Linked DNA regions of Mus musculus: region 2 is linked to region 1. Evidence: chromatin contacts called from public HiChIP or PLAC-seq data. All regions are on one chromosome and are shown on one strand. The core of a region is the stretch at or near the end of the contact, and the rest is flanking DNA. Distances in the headings are between cores, read along the strand shown. Region 1 overlaps Tdrd5 (tudor domain containing 5). Region 2 holds the start of Abl2 (v-abl Abelson murine leukemia viral oncogene 2 (arg, Abelson-related gene)).

What was found. HiChIP or PLAC-seq counts read pairs in DNA pulled down with a chosen protein or histone mark.
Region 2: a contact with region 1 is called in an H3K27ac HiChIP or PLAC-seq map of double positive thymocytes, with 5 times the contacts expected there. The contact joins the promoter of Abl2 here to the enhancer-like site in region 1. A contact is called at or near these places in 14 of 39 promoter capture datasets (the 3T3-L1 cell line, 3T3-L1-derived adipocytes, the HPC-7 cell line and 9 more), 2 of 15 datasets of contacts at CTCF or cohesin (pro-B cells and stem cell-derived epiblast-like cells), 48 of 484 Hi-C or Micro-C datasets (the AML12 cell line, the Ba/F3 cell line, the C2C12 cell line and 30 more), 17 of 115 datasets of contacts at active chromatin or transcription factors (T-cell acute lymphoblastic leukemia, craniofacial prominence, double positive thymocytes and 12 more) and 3 of 9 other capture datasets (adipose tissue, liver and pancreatic islet).

The regions. Positions count from the first base shown.
Region 1 is chr1:156,261,352-156,268,989 of GRCm38.p6, reverse strand. Tdrd5 (tudor domain containing 5) reads left to right here. Exons shown (of 18, transcript NM_001134741.1): 14 at 1,619-1,777; 15 at 5,402-5,584; 16 at 6,018-6,161. Among named protein-coding and RNA genes, the nearest start is that of Tdrd5, 38 kb to the left of the region's middle. Within about 2 kb of position 4,874, at least 23 of the 459 cell types and tissues checked have an H3K27ac peak or open chromatin away from gene starts, as enhancers often do. A contact at or near this core is called in T-cell acute lymphoblastic leukemia, double positive thymocytes, granulosa cells and 2 more, where this site is marked.
Region 2 is chr1:156,555,137-156,562,774 of GRCm38.p6, reverse strand. It overlaps Abl2 (v-abl Abelson murine leukemia viral oncogene 2 (arg, Abelson-related gene)), which reads right to left and starts at 3,988. Exons shown (of 12, transcript NM_009595.3): 1 at 3,570-3,988. The coding sequence starts at 3,726.

The DNA.
Region 1 (7,638 bases), core at 3,625-6,124:
TGCTTGATAGGCTGAAAGTCTGAAAGCACTCACGAAGAAAAGTTTCAAGGAAACTCACCTCCTGGAGCTTTGGCGTTCTCATTTACCCATATACTCATACTCTATTCCTGCGTTAGTCTGGTGTATGGAAAAATTCTGTTATAGTTAAACTCTCCCCAGTGTTCCAAGGTCCCAGAAGCCTGTGAGTTTAGAATCCAGTAAGAATGCAGTAAGGAAGTTAGCCTATTCAGTTACTAATTAAGCATTACAAAAGAAGGAGCCAGTAGCTCAGAGCTAGTCTACCAAGGACAGTAGCAATTCTCACCCAAACTAGGGAATAATAGAGCCAGGGAATCCCACGGAGATAGAAATCTTCAGTACAGGCTACATTACATATTAGAAGCAAGTTGGTAAATTCTTCTGACAAATGGAGATTCTCCAGATACTTAAAAGTTACACTCATATAAGAATTTAGCAAGGCCTAGGAAATAGGGGGGTTGTGGTATTGCATTATTCATGAGAAGGTCTGCCAAGAGCAGAACCCCCTGGTGCTAGTCTTCACAAGGTTCAAAGGTATAACACTAGAGTGTGAAATCCTTACCTGTCACTGAGCTGACCCTAGGCAGGACTGCTTTATCTTTACTGTAAACATTTACCTGGTTCCTGTAAGTCCCTTTGTAGTCATTCCTTTGTTTTGTATCAGGTAACTTCAATGTACCTTGCCTGCTGTGACTTCCTACCCCTTTTATTTTCTGTACTATATAAGACTGGTGTTCACTTTGTGAGAATACATTCAGATTCTACACAGTCTCGCGTGTTGGTCTGTCTGTCACTTGCCGATGCCTTGCCCACCTGCCCTAGAGACTTGTTCCACGCAGACAAAGGGACCCAGAGGGTCTGTGGCAGTTTTTAATTGAGTTTGTTTGGTCTATAACCTCAATCTTTCTTAATCATTATTACTGCATTGGAAGCATTGTATTTCATCATTCTTGAATAATGAATTTAATTCATTGTTTAACCTTTTTAGAATAACTTACTATCTCTTGCTATCTACAAATAATCATAGTTTGGTTCTAGAAATGAAATACCATCTTTTATGCAAAAGAAAAAAGCATGTGAACTCTCCTGATTTGGTTTGTGTTTTGGTCCAGCCAAGCTCTCCGTGCTACGCACATGCACACCCATTGTGAACCTGGCCATTGCCCAATGCTGCTGTGTTTGAGTGTCCTGACTAACTGTGCATGCAGCATCCTTACTGTGTCCTCTCACACAGCCTCCTTCCTGTCATCTGCACGCCACATCTCTGATGGCCACGCTGGGAAGGCTGCACTGTCTTTACCCGACCGTGTGTCTCCTGGAGTTCTAGTTCTTTGGGTCTGGAACCTTTGGGTTCTTTTGTAGCTACAGGGTACCTTATGGACACTAGATAACGTGTGCCCAACAATGGTGGCTTTCTGATACAGTTGAAAAGAATGGGAAGACTTAGGAAGGTGGGTAAAATTAGGGGGGTGGGGAGGACGAACAAACACCTATGTGCGTGTATGAACTATAGAGTAAAATTTCCACCAAAGTTTATAGGAATGCAGATTTTGGAAACATTAATGTAGAAAATGATTGATTTTTCTTTTATATCTACTAGCAAGATATTAATGATGGAAAGTGTATAAGTTACCTTAAATCTGCGCCCAAGGAATTATTAAAGGATTCTAAATTGAGCTCATTGAAAACACATAAGAGCTGTGAAGAGGACCCACGGTGGTCCATCCTGCAGCCCAAGGATCTGAAGGAAGAAAATGAGGTAAGAGGCGGAGATGGGCTTTCAGTTCAGCAAATGCATAAATGAGAATGCCTGGAAATCAATAGTCTGCAGGCTCCTCTGCTTTCGTCGTCGGTGAGCACTACTCTATGACATTGAATTACAGATGATCTCCTTAACAGTCGCCAAGACCGGAAATGTAAATGAGCTAAATACCTAATAAAAAATGGAAAAAAAAAAAAACAGTCGCCAAGACCACAGCAATGGGACAGAGCCAATCACAGGGAAGAAAAGCTCTGCTGGGACCAGATGTATAGGTCACTATCCCGAGATTGAGTCAGAGTGGCAGCATAGAGGTCTTGAGAAGCAATACTAGGAAACTCATCAGGAAATATATTTCTATTTTTGGAAGAACATCTTTTAATCAAGTGTTTACATGCACATAACTTAGAGTCCCTTGTGACTCTAAGTGTCTTCTAAAACAACCATTTTCTAAATCATCTCCTTTAGTTTGAAATTTCCCTCTTAATTATTACATTAAATAATATATTTTTCCTGATTTTCAAGTTTAAGTATCTTTGGATTTCTTGGCATAGAAAAAAATGTTCATCCCTTCAGCACACATAAACTGAAGTTCCTTCCCCTCCCCCACCGTCTGTTTTAGTACACTGTATTGAGCTTCATCGGACCATTCAGTATCAATGCTATTTTCTGCTTAGCCAGATAGTTGGCTAGGATGCTTTTCATGTATACTTTTAAGTAATCTTTGTGTTTATTCTTTGAAACTTTGATAACATACATTTTTATTGTAATCTTTCTCCTCCCCTAACTCCTCCCAGATCCTTCCCACCTCCCTATCTAAGCAACCCTGTGCTCCTTGTCTCCCCTAAAGAAAATGGAATTCAATTGAGTTGGCCAGCTGCTCCTGAGCCTGGGGCCTGCCTCACTGCTCTCAGTTAGATAGCTTCTTGGTAGAGGTGGAATTTGTGCCCATGTTCCCTCTTCTGTGCTAAGAGTATTGTCTGGTTTGAATTTGTTTGGGTCTTATGCATGTTGGCATGAATTTTATGTTGATGTTTTTTTAATTAACTACAATAACATTGACTCTATTTTGGAGTTCTTTTCTGTCAGTTTTAATACACGTATATCATAATGTATTCAACACAACAGTCAGGATGCAGAATAGCTCCAGCACCTGGAATAACCCTGTACCTCCCTGGTTTTATTCACAGTTTCTCACCTGACAGAGTTTTGTTACTCTGATTGTCCCTTTCAGGACTAGCACATAAGAGAGCTTTAAGAGTGGCCTTTTAATGCAGCCTCATACCTCTGAGTGCTTCACATATATCCAAGTTGTTGATAGTTGAAAGCTTTTGTGTTTTGAGTGGTATTTGATTGTACTAGCTTTACTACAGTTTGCCATCCCCAACCAAGGTTTATTTGAATTGTTTCCAGTTTCAAGTAATTAGGAATAGAGTTACTATAAGTGTTCATACACAAGTTTTTGTTGGTTTGTTGGGGTTTTGTTTGTTTGTTTTGTTTTGTTTGTTTTGGTGTGTGTGCACGTGAGTGTGTACCTAAGTTTCATTTATACAGAGAAAATGTCCAGAGGTAGGACTGGTAGGTTATGTGGCAGTGTTAGGCAAACTGCTCTCCAGAGGAGCTTACGATTTCGCGTCCCACCAGCAGAGTATGTGTTCCAAGTGTTGTATGTCCTTTCCAGTACTTGCTAGTAACAGCTGGGGGTTTTTGTTTTGAGCTCCTCTGAGAAGCATATAGTAACATCTCAGAATGCTTCGAACATGTTTCCCTAATGACTAATGTGGGACGGGGTCAGCAGAGCTCTTTCTTACCACCGTGTTCCCTGCGTACAGATTTTACTGCGGCCCGGTTGGTTTTGCTACTGTTTTGATCCAATCCTTTCTTAGTATTCTCCTATTTCTTATTTGGAATAGAGGGTTTACCCCTGTGCTATTATAAAGTGTATATATATCTTTTTGTTTGGTTGGTTTTTGCTTTTTGAGACAGGATCTTACTATATACCTCCAGCTGCCCTGGGACTCACAGAGATGCACCTGTCTCTGGATCCTTAACTTCATTTTTTTTTTTTTTTGCAGGGTTCAAAGCCGAGAGTTTTTGAGATATGGGTGCTGTAGCCCCTAGGTGGCTTTCATAGTGAGTCCCCATGTCTGCTGGCATACCGTGTGACACAAAATAGAGAATCCTAGCAAACTAGTGGAACCTTAGAATGAGCCCGGAACAGGGCAGTGGCTGCCCCCCATCCTGCCCCCCATCTTTACAGAAGTCCCCTCAAGTGCTGGCAGCCTGGCACCTCCCCATAGTGACAGTGGGGGAGTTGGCTACTCCAGAGCTTCTGTCAGTTCCCATTGGTTCAAAGGCTGTATGATACACGCTCGCTGCTGTGCAGTAGGTAGATCAGCACCTCACTGCTGGCCTCCGGAGTCTGTTCTAGGGTTGGTGACTCTGCCTCTTACCCCCTCCTGGATCCTGGTTCCCACAGGAGGTTTTTGGTTTGTATTTTTGAGCAGCTGGAGAACAGTTAAGGCTTTGCAGACTCTTGAAGGCAGACTGGATGTGGTTTTGCATGATATAGACAGGAGATTGGGATCTAAAATGCCCCTCAACAGCCACGTGCCAAAAACAGTTTGGTTGCTCACACGTGGTATTATTGTAAGTTAGTAGAAGCCTCATGAGGTAGGCTGTCTTTGTTTATTTGTTTGTTTGTTTATTATATGTAATACACGGTAGCTATCTTCAGACACACCAGAAGAGGGCATCAGATCTCATTACAGATGGTTGTGAGCCACCATGTGGTTGCTGGGAATTGAACTCAGGACCTCTGGAAGAGCAGTCAGTGCTCTTAACCTCTGAGCCATCTCTCCAGTCCTTCCCACTAAACTTCATTCCACTGGGAGTGAACAGTCCCCTCCCTTACATGCTTCACTGGCGTGATAACCTGTCCCCCTCAGGGCCACATCTGTAGCAGCAATTGACCTTCGACTAAAACTCTGAAACCATGAGTCAAGAGGAAGTTTTCTTCCTTTTGAATTCTCTTAGAAATTTGGTCTGAGTAATGGGAAGCTGACTAACACAAACCCTTCTTTCTTCCTCTTTATTCCACATGTTGAACTTTCCAAAAGTCGCTCTAGCGGATGAGAGAGAGCGGTTGTCTGAGTCCTGGGCGCAGGGCAGGCAGGCTGGAGATGCCGTTGTTTCTACGCCAACTTTGATCTCATGCTCCTGTTCCCATCCACCTCTGCTCTCTTAGCATAAGAGCTTTGTTTCTGCTTTTGCTCTTTGAAAGCTCCTGCGCTTACGTGTTATGTATATGTGGTGGCCTCTCAGCTCTCCCCACTGTACACTCGGGCCTGGGATCGGTTAGGACCCCTTAGTCAGTTATGGAGGCTTTTCTACACCCAGGGAGTAGATGGCCTTGCCTCCTCTCCCAGTCTCTCTCATAGGCATTGCCCTTAAATGTCTTTGCCTTTATTTCTTTGGCAAATCGGGGAACAAAATGTAATAAATTGTGTATTAAACTTGTATCCACTCAGAGCCAGGAAAAAAATTGTGCATTTAAGTTTTAAAAATGTGTTTATGTTTGGAAATAAAAACAACAGTACTTGTTTGTCCTGTGGTCTGTTTCAGGATGAGGTCCCTACTGGAATGCCATGCCTGGAGTCAGTGACCATAGGTGACGATGTTTGGGATGAGAACTGGCTCCCTCTACAGGCCAAAATGGGGAAGGCAGGGAGTCCTGCCTCCCAGCTGTTTACTTCAAACCTTGTTGGGAAGAAACAATATCAGACAGGTGGAGAAATGGCACAAAAGGTTAGAGTCTTATGATAACAAGCAGCAGATCAACTGCTGACAAAGGAAATTTAAACCCGGTAGACCAGGCTTCTAGAAAGTTGTAAATGCTGGAATTGAGAAGGAATTGTCAGGCCATAGTTGAAAATGATCTGTGGTTGGTTTTTAAGTGGGTAAGCACTAAGGTGCTCAGGAACTGTCTCGCTAGGCGATGGTGTGTGTCCATTCACGAGGCCCAAGGATTGAAGGTGTTTACTGCAGACTTTAGGAAAGATGTCACTGATGGAAATCAGCATCCCTCTTGCTGCTTAGAACACACTGTGTCCTTGTCCTGTTGGAAGTCCACACCCCCTCTTGTTGTTTACAGCACACTGCTCCCTCGCTGTCACCTTACCTTGCTTTGTGATCTTGTGGCACTGCGTTGTGATTTACTGTTGCACGCTTTTCTTTATAGGACTGGTGTTTTTCTACATCTAAAGATATATGGGATGATTCCTGGCAGCCCTTAGGCCTTGCGAATGATGTGAAAGGAGGAATTCACACACCAGAAGGGCCCATTGCTCAAGAAAAAAATACCAGCACAACCCGAATTCAACAGGTAGAGCCCAGTTGGAATTATTATAACCAGTTCATGATTTATCACTTTGATTCTTAGAAATTGTGGTTAATGTATGCCCTTCTGCATCTGTTAATCAAGGCAGCCACCCACAGACATACCCATAGGCCCACCTGATCTCAGCAGTCCTTCAGTCAAGGCAGTCTGGTCTTAGCTCACTTTCATTCTTGCTCCAGTCCTCTCTGGCTTTCACTCCTAAGACCTTCGACTGAGGTGAGAGCCTGTTGCGTTTGCTTCCCACCTTGGTAAGCAAGGCTCAGACTCCACTGCCTGCCTTTCAGCCTGCCCACTGCTGTTCTCTGTAGGTTTTCTAGATGCTCACTTGATGAATTGGCAGCCTTGGACGTGCCAGATGTTGGACTGTTCTCTAGTCTCTTCCTCTGGGTGTGTCTGTCAGGGCCCGGATGTATTGTCAGTGTCTGATCTCCCCTTTAGCCCATAAGTTTGCAGTTATGATCTCAACTCCATTCCTGACTGGAGACTGCAAAAATGCTGAGGTATGACTATGGAACCCACTTCATTTTATGAAAATTTTCCTGACTACTTGTTCCCCTGAACCTTCAAATACTGTAAAATCTAATTTGTCCACTGCTTACAATGGAGCAAAGTTGAAGAGTACCATGGCTAGAACTGGAAGTCTTACTAACATTTTTATAGCTTGAATCTTCACATCAAGGAACCAGGATTTGTAAACCATCTATATCTGAGTCTCCTTGGGCTTTTAGTAACCATATTCTGGGCCTTTTCAATCAATGATAGTTGATTTCCCTCTTGCTACTCCGTGAGGAGTTGTGAATTCCATGGTAGTTAGGCGTGAGATATCGAAGCCTCGATCTTGGGACTTATCTCTGTGAGCTCTTTTACCAGTAAAAAAGATAACACTGCCCACAGTGCCTAAGCACATACTGTTTACTGGCACTGCTGTAAGCCTTTATCTACATCCCTGTCCATCTGTTTAATCCTTCTTATGAAGTACTGTTACCACCATTTCAAATGAAGAAACGAGACATGGATTAGGTTGCCAAAGGTTTATACCAAGCATTTGTCTTAGTCACGGTTCCGTTGCTCTGAGTCAGTTCGTGTAAGAGAAAGCATGTGACTGGGGCCTGGCTTACAGTTGCAGAGTGTTAGTACTTCTCTTCATGGCAGGGAGCATGGCGGCACACAGGTAGGCATGGTGCTGGAGAAGCAGCAGAGAGGGCTGCAGGCAGCCAGAGACACAAGTGACACATGTCTTTCTACAAGGCCACGCTTAGTTCTCCAGGACAGCTCATCACCTGGGGATCAAGCCTGCCCTGTAGATGAGCCCCTGGGGCCTTTCTTACTCCAGCCCCCACAGCAGTTAGAGCGTCCCATAAGGGTGTGTTTGGCAGATTAGTAAGCACACACTGGGTTATAAAAGTCGCAGCAATGTAGTAGTGATGGCAATATTATTAATAAACCCAGAGGCTAGGAACTA
Region 2 (7,638 bases), core at 2,739-5,238, 290 kb before region 1:
GCAGGTGGATTTCTGAGTTCGAGGCCAGCCTGGTCTACAGAGTGAGTTCCAGGACAGCCAGGGCTACACAGAGAAACCCTGTCTCAAAAAAACAAAACAAAACAAAACAAAAAAAAAAAAAAAACAAGCAAAAGCAATCGCTGTGCAACCCTGATGACATGTGTTCAATCCAGGACCCAGGACAAGAGAGAAAAGTCCCAAAAACTGTTCCCTGCTCTCTATGCACACCTGCACTCAAACACAAGTGCACACACACACTGCCTCCCTACAAAATATATAAATGTGTGTGTGTGTATATTGTGTGTATATATATGTGTGTGTGTGTGTGTATACATGCAGGCGCATACGCGCGCGCACACACGCACACACACACACACACATACACACACAATAATAATAATAAAATTTAAAATATAAATCTACACATAAAGTCAAGGACCTATTACACTTTTAAGATTTATTTTTATTTAGTGTGCATGCATTAGAGGATGCTGGAGGAAGTCAGAAGGCATCAAATGCCCTGGAGTTGGAGTTACAAGCAGTCATGAGCCACCCAGAATGGGTTTCAGGAATCAAACTCAGGTCCTCTGCAAGAGCAGCAAGCTCTCAACTACTCAGACACCTCTCCAGCGCCACACCAGAGCTTTTAGTTATGGACTTATATGCTAATAATTCAATATACTCAAGGCAGTGATTTCTTTTTCCAGTTTTTTGAGACAGCTTTGCTACATGGGCCCTTTTGGTCTGCTACTCACTACACACCCCTAGGCTAACCTGAAATACACAGCAATCCATCTGCCTCAGCTTTCCCAGGCTGGGATTACAGGATGCAGTAGGAAAAGGATAGTGATATATGTGTTATTTTCATAATCTAGACTATTTTTCACAATCATGACAAGTGTGTACTTCCTACGTAGATCAGGCTGGCCTCAAATTCAGAGTGTGTCTAAGCCGCAGGCATCTGTCTTGAAAACAGTATAGGAGGCTACAGGCAGGGCTTTGGACAGGGTAGGCAAGCGCCTGACCACTGAGCCACCTCCCTAGTCCTCTAGTTTGTCTCCTTAGGTACAAGCAAAAATGTCTCCACATTTCCTACCCCCGCCTCTCTGGTAGGCCAGGTTATCCTTTGTGGATCACTTCTGTTAGAATGTGGTAGACTTTGAATTGAATGACTATATTAACTAAATTCCAGAGTCCTCCTTGTGCTGGATGCCTGGGCTCGTGGGAGAGCACCGGTCTAGCTTAGATGAGGCCCTCAAGTTTAATCCCCTGGAGCACCCGTGCGCCCCCCCCCCAAATTAAAAAGGATTTACTGTATTTCTTCCAGTTTTTATTAATTTTTTTACACTAGTCTTGGGCTACCATATTCACATCCTATCCATCAGCTTTTAACTTTCAACTTTGTCAATAAAATCGTTATTATCCCAGTTACCCAGGTTGAAAACCTTCATGGTAATTTTAACACATCCTCATTTTTTATAATTAGAATACTGGTGAAAACAGGTAAGACCAGGTTGGCCCTGAACTCTTTTTTTTTTTTTTTTTTTTTTGGTTTTTCGAGACAGGGTTTCTCTGTGTAGCCCTGGCTGTCCTGGAACTCACTTTGTAGACCAGGCTGGTCTCGAACTCAGAAATTCGCCTGCCTCTGCCTTCCAAGTGCTGGGATGTGCACTACCACGCCCGGTGGCCCTGAACTCTTAAGAGACCCTTCTGTCTCTGTCTCCCAAGTGCTGATATTAAAGTTGCGTACTATTATACTTGCCCCAAACTGAATTCATATGTGCAAGAATGCTGTTAACCAGTCCTGAGAACCTGGGTTCAGTTACCAGCACCCACAGAGCAGCTCACAACCATCAATCTACAGGAAGAGACCTAACGCCCTCCTCCTTGCCTATACGGCATCAGGTATGTATATGTACATGCAGCAAAACACACACACATGTAAAATTACATTTTGCTTTTACAAATTAAAAAAGGAAAAGGGAAACAAAATTTGTCTATTCCTAAGTCCAAATGCAGAACTCGGACACAACTCACCCAGCAGCTACAAGTCTTGGGATCATCTCTTTGCATGCTATCGTCACTTCCTTTGAAACGCCCTTTCCCGTGACTAGTCTACACTTCTTCTCCTTCCCTTTCCCCGAGCTATGTGCAGCGGGACAGTTTATCCTTCACTTCACTCCTGTACATATTATCAATGAAACCAGCTTGCTACCTCTGCTAGCCGGTCCTTCCTACAGATATTACATCTCCATCACCAGCCTCTCAGGTCTTAGGATGGCTTCTGATATTTTTCTCCTTCTCTATTCTGCCCTCCTCTAGAACAATGCTCTTAAAAATGGTCAACAACACACTATGGAAGAACAAAAGAATCCACTTGGCATCAAGGGGAAAAAATATTCATTCATTCTTCTTCTTCTTCTTCTTCTTCTTCTTCTTCTTCTTCGATACTGGGGCTTGAACTCAGGCCTCACATAAGCTGTGTACACTGTCACTAATTTACAAGGCTCTATACTTAATTTTCCTCATGGCACCCTTTCTTATACTCTATTTCTGACCGTTGATTACATTATTTGTTAATTACTATAACCTTGTCTATATTAATAAAGACACACAAATTAAGAGTATGTGCTCAAAATTTGTATTTACTAGAGTTCAGGCACTTGCCCCCAAGCCTGATAAAGAGTTTAATACCTGGGAGAAATGACTCCCCAAGTTGTCTCCTGACCTCTGCATACATGGGTGTGTGCGCACATACACATACACACAAAATAAATATAATTTTAAATAGTTTAGAAACAGCCCTTCTGAAGAATATGACACCGAGTAAGTCCCAGACTATGCGGAGCACATATGTATACACCAATGCAGCTCAAAGAAAAACTCATGTTCAGACCACATGGAAGGAAGCCCTAACCATGCCCACCCATCGACAGCCCCGCCAGCCATCTCAGAATCCTGTGTCCTACTCGGATAGGCAGAACAGGGTGGTTTGGCAAAGCCTTTCATTTCTAGTTTGGAGAAAATACTCTGTTGAAAGTAAAAAGATACGGAAAAGGGTTTCACAGTTCACCATTCTGACACTGCTCACCGCCTGGTTCATAAAGCACATACCGAATATGCCACCACAATCTCTTAAAGATTCAGTACCTATTTCCCAATTCCTCAGGGCACGACTCGTTCCCGTCGTTCACAACCGGTTTATCCTCCCACCTCCTGAACCTGAGCTCATACCTGCCTTCATCCTTCCCTCCCTGGGGATACCATCCACAGTTCCACAGTCGCCCCGTCCTGTCCCAGGATAGCAGGACAGTCAAGCCTGGGTCCCTAAGACCCCGGTTCGTGCTCGCCGCCGCCGCCGCCCCCAGACGCTGCCAGCCAGGCGGGGGGAGGGGTGTGCCTCGCCTCCCGTGACTGGCCCAGATGGCAGCCGATTCCGCCCCCACTCGCGGGCACCCCTCCAGCCCTCGCCCCCCGAAGGCTGCCCATCCGCCTCGCACCTCGCCCCGACCCCACCCCACCCCTCCCCGGCCTCCCTCATGCCCTCCACCGGCTCCGGACACACTCACCGTGCTGGGTGAAGACGTTGAAGCCGGCGTCTGCGGTACGCCCCGCCGGGTCCCGCCTGCGGCCCGAGGGCCTGGCTGCGCTGCTGCCCCGGATCCCGCGCGGCTGCGGCTGCTGGAGCCCCGGAGCCTCCCCGACGCGGCCCACCTGCTGCCCCATCCCGCCGCTCGCGTACTCCCGCGCCCCCGCCGACCCTTGCTCACATTCCTCCTCTGCTCCGGCCTCCGGAGCTCCTGGCGCCGCTCCGGTCTCTCCGGCCCAAGCCCAGGCCCTCTGGGCCGGAGTTGCCGGCGGCTCCCACGCGGACTCCTCGGAGCCGCTGCCGCGCTGCCTCCCAGCGACTCACAGACTCTCCTTCTCCCTCCCCCTCCGGCGGCTCCTCGCCCCAGCCGCCGCCGCCATCTTTAAACCACCGAGCACAGGGCGAGCGTGGGACAGAGCGTCTCCCGCCCCCCTCTCGCCCAAGCACCTCCGCTACTCGGTGGGCGGAGCTCGGCGGAGCCCCGCCCCGCGCCGCGCCCCGCTGGGTGGAAGCCGGGGCCCACAGGGTCAGCGAAGCTTTCGAGGGCCCTCGAGTGCTTTTACTGCTACCTTCACCCACGTTCGGCTCCACACACTGCCCCACTTGGAGGACTGTGGGCGCCCGGCCTTTCCCGTCCCACCTCCACCTGTCAAATCAGAAGAGGCTGAGAAGCCACCACGTGCGCCGCGCAGCTCAGCACCAAACAGCTGAGGCTCCTGATCCCTGGGCTTCGCTGCCATTCAATTGAGGAGCCCTTCACACACACTTAGCATTGGGCCCAGAATGAAGTTTGGAATGGTACAGAATTCACGGGGAGATGGTCAAGTGCGGGGTTAACTTAATTCGGTGAATTATTTCTTGATGTGCACTTTGCCGTCTTATTGGCAAAGCGGTTAGAACTCAATTCTTCATACTACCGTGGATTTCTCTTGAACTCTTCCACCATCGACCTACCCGCATGTGTTTCTGTTTACTTTAAAACGCCTGGTGGGGCGCTGGTGAGATGGCTCAGTGATTAAGAGCGCCGACTGCTCTTCCTAAAGGTCCCGAGTTCAAATCCCAGCAACCACATGGTGGCTCACAACCATCTGTAACAAAATCTGATGCCTTCTTCTGGAGTGTCTGAAGTCAGCTACAGTGTACTAACATATAATAAATAAATGAATCTTTAAAATAAATAAATAAATAAAATGCCTGACAGTAAAGCGACTCTTCTCACAGACATGCTTTCCTCTCAGTGCAGGTTGGGCCCTCCTTTTTGGCAAGGAAAAGATAAATCACTTTGACCTTGTTTCTGAGTCAAAACTTACTCATCTTCACCGTCTGGGGTCTAAATAGAGAAATGGACAGAAGAGAAGCTATTTTTATAGATGTACACCCTATGTGCCATGAGGACTGGAGCCATTGCTTAAACCAAGGAAAACCACCCTGGGGAAGAAAAGAATTAGCAAAATAGATATAATTCCCCATACATGTCTTTTGTAGAATGGTGTAAGATCACAAGTGCATGTGGGTGAGACTCAAACTCAGGACCTTGAGTTCCAGGTGAGTGCTCTACCACTTGCTACTACCGCCCCCCACTCCAGCTGATTTTGATATTCACTATTAAAGAGCCTTAGGAGCTGGGGAAAGATGGGTTAATGACAAAGAAGACTTGCACTGCAAGCCTGACCACCTGAACTTGCTGCCTAGGACCCACACAAGCAGCTACTGGTCATAGAGAAAAGCCAGATGCACCAGCCCAAGCTCTGTGATCCCAGCTGGTCCACAAGAAGGGGGGAGGCAGAGATAAGGGGGTCTCCAGAAACCTGGCTTACATGTGCAGTGGCTAAGGGACCCTGTCTTAAAAGAAGCAAGAACTGACAGTAAAAGTTGTCCTGTGACCGGCACGCACACACATGTGCCCACACTAAGAACACTCTAAGTTATTTCATCGCCACCCAGGGTACAGCCAGAGACAACGGAATTTAGTTCCCATTGAAAAGAAGCACTACACTTTAGCACTGGATGGAATATGAATTTTCATTTATATCAAAGTCTATCTGTATTTAAAATACCCTTTTTTCCCCTGAGTGTCATGTTGTACCACTATTATAATAGATCCAGAGACAGTTGGATCACAAATTCAAGGCTAGACTAAAGTGCATCGTAAGAGCCTGTCTGAGAACAAAAGTGGCCACACACCTCGATGTTATGCTATGGGCTTGTACTCGCACTGCTAAGAAAGCTGAAACAGGGAGACACTTGACTTGAGGCCGAGAATCTGAGTGAGACCAACCTGTGTGGCATAGCAAGACGCTGCCCCAAATACTATTTATTTTCTTTTCATTCACAAAGTGGTTACAGTTACTGAAGAGATTAATTCACAAAACACAAAGATGATCATAGAAGTAGGATTTGTTTTTATTGTTTGTTCTTTTTTATTTACCCGTGGAATTTCAACTTGGTGACAACAGTTTGGTTTCTCTGCTAATTCGTGAATGATGGACAGTAATTGCTGTGTAGAACAGTGCTGTGGTTAAGGGCAGGGACTCTGAAATTAGAAGGCTTAAACTCAAAACTTAGCTCTAGCAGAACAGGGATAGTTATATGCCTGCAACCCCAGAAGCTCTGAAGGCTGGAACCAGAAATCAAGCCATCCCAGGATAGATAGCAAAACCTTTTATAAAAACAAGCATGAAAGTAAAAAGAAAAAAAAAAAGAAAAGAAAAGAGGGAAGGAGAGAGGGCAGGAGGAAAAGCATATTTGTTGTAAAAGAAAAAAACCGTCTGTGGTGGCACAAACATCCAGGCAGATGCAAAGCCTCATGTAAATATATACTATTATTCACACACACACTCAAAATATAAGGCAGAGGAGGAAGATTCAGAAGTTCGAGGCCAACCTTGTCTCAAATAAACAAAAAACAGTAAAGCAAAAGCAACAGAGCAGTGCTTGTAGAGTCCGTTTACATAGATTCTCCAACGACAGTGGATTCTCTAGTTCTGTCTTCTCCTTGTTTACAGAGATTCCCCAATGACAGTGGATCCTCTAGTTCTGTCTTCTCCTTTCTGGTTATGTTTTAATACAGTTTTTTATTACCGAGAATGTCCTATGTATACACATGTATTTTGATCATATCCTCCCACTTCTCAGCCCTTCCTCTGCCCTTGTCCCTGAGTGTGGACAACCAACCTACCAATGGGCACATCCCCAAAGAGAACCACTCTCCCACCCCAGCAGCCACCAACTATTAATAACCTCTCAGCTAGAAGTGGGGCCTCATGAGCGCCTCCTCAATTCATGCTGGAATTTTGGCTTGCTTGATTTGTGTGTGTGTGTATGATTTATTTATTCACTTTACATCCCAATTGCTCCCCTCCTCTACTCCCAGTCCCACCCTTAAAAGTCCCTCTCTCCATTACTCCCTCCCCTTCTCTGAGGAGAAGGGGAAGCCCTCACTCGGGTACCACCCCACCCTGGGACATCTTCTCCCACTAAGGCCCAACCAAGCAGTCCAGTTAGGGAAAGGGGAAGCAACGGCAGGCAACAGAGTCAGAGACAGCCTCTGCTCAAATTGTTAGGGGCCCCACACGAAGCCCAAGCTGCACATCTGCTACAAATGTGTAGGAGGCCTAGGTCCAGCTCCACATCTACTCCACATCTGCTACAAATGTGTAGGAGGCCTAGGTCCAGCTCCTGCATGTCCTTTGCTTGGTGGCTCAGTCTCTGTGAGTGAGCCCCCTGAGGCCCAGGTTACTTGACTCTGTAGGAATCCTTGTGGTGTTCTTGACCCCTCCTGTTCACTCAATTCTATCTCCCACTCTTCCACAAGACTCCCCAAGCTCTGCCTGATGTTTGACTGTGGGGTCTCTGCATCTGTTTCCATCAGCTGCTGGATGAAACCTCTCAGGAGACAGTTATGCCAGGCTCCTCTCTGCAAGCATAGCAGAATATCATTAATAATAGTGTCAGGGTTGGCTCTCTCCCATAGGACGCATCTCAAGTTGGGACTGGCTTGATCTTATGCAGAACTTTTGGAGATACATAAAGCTCCTATGAGTTCCTCA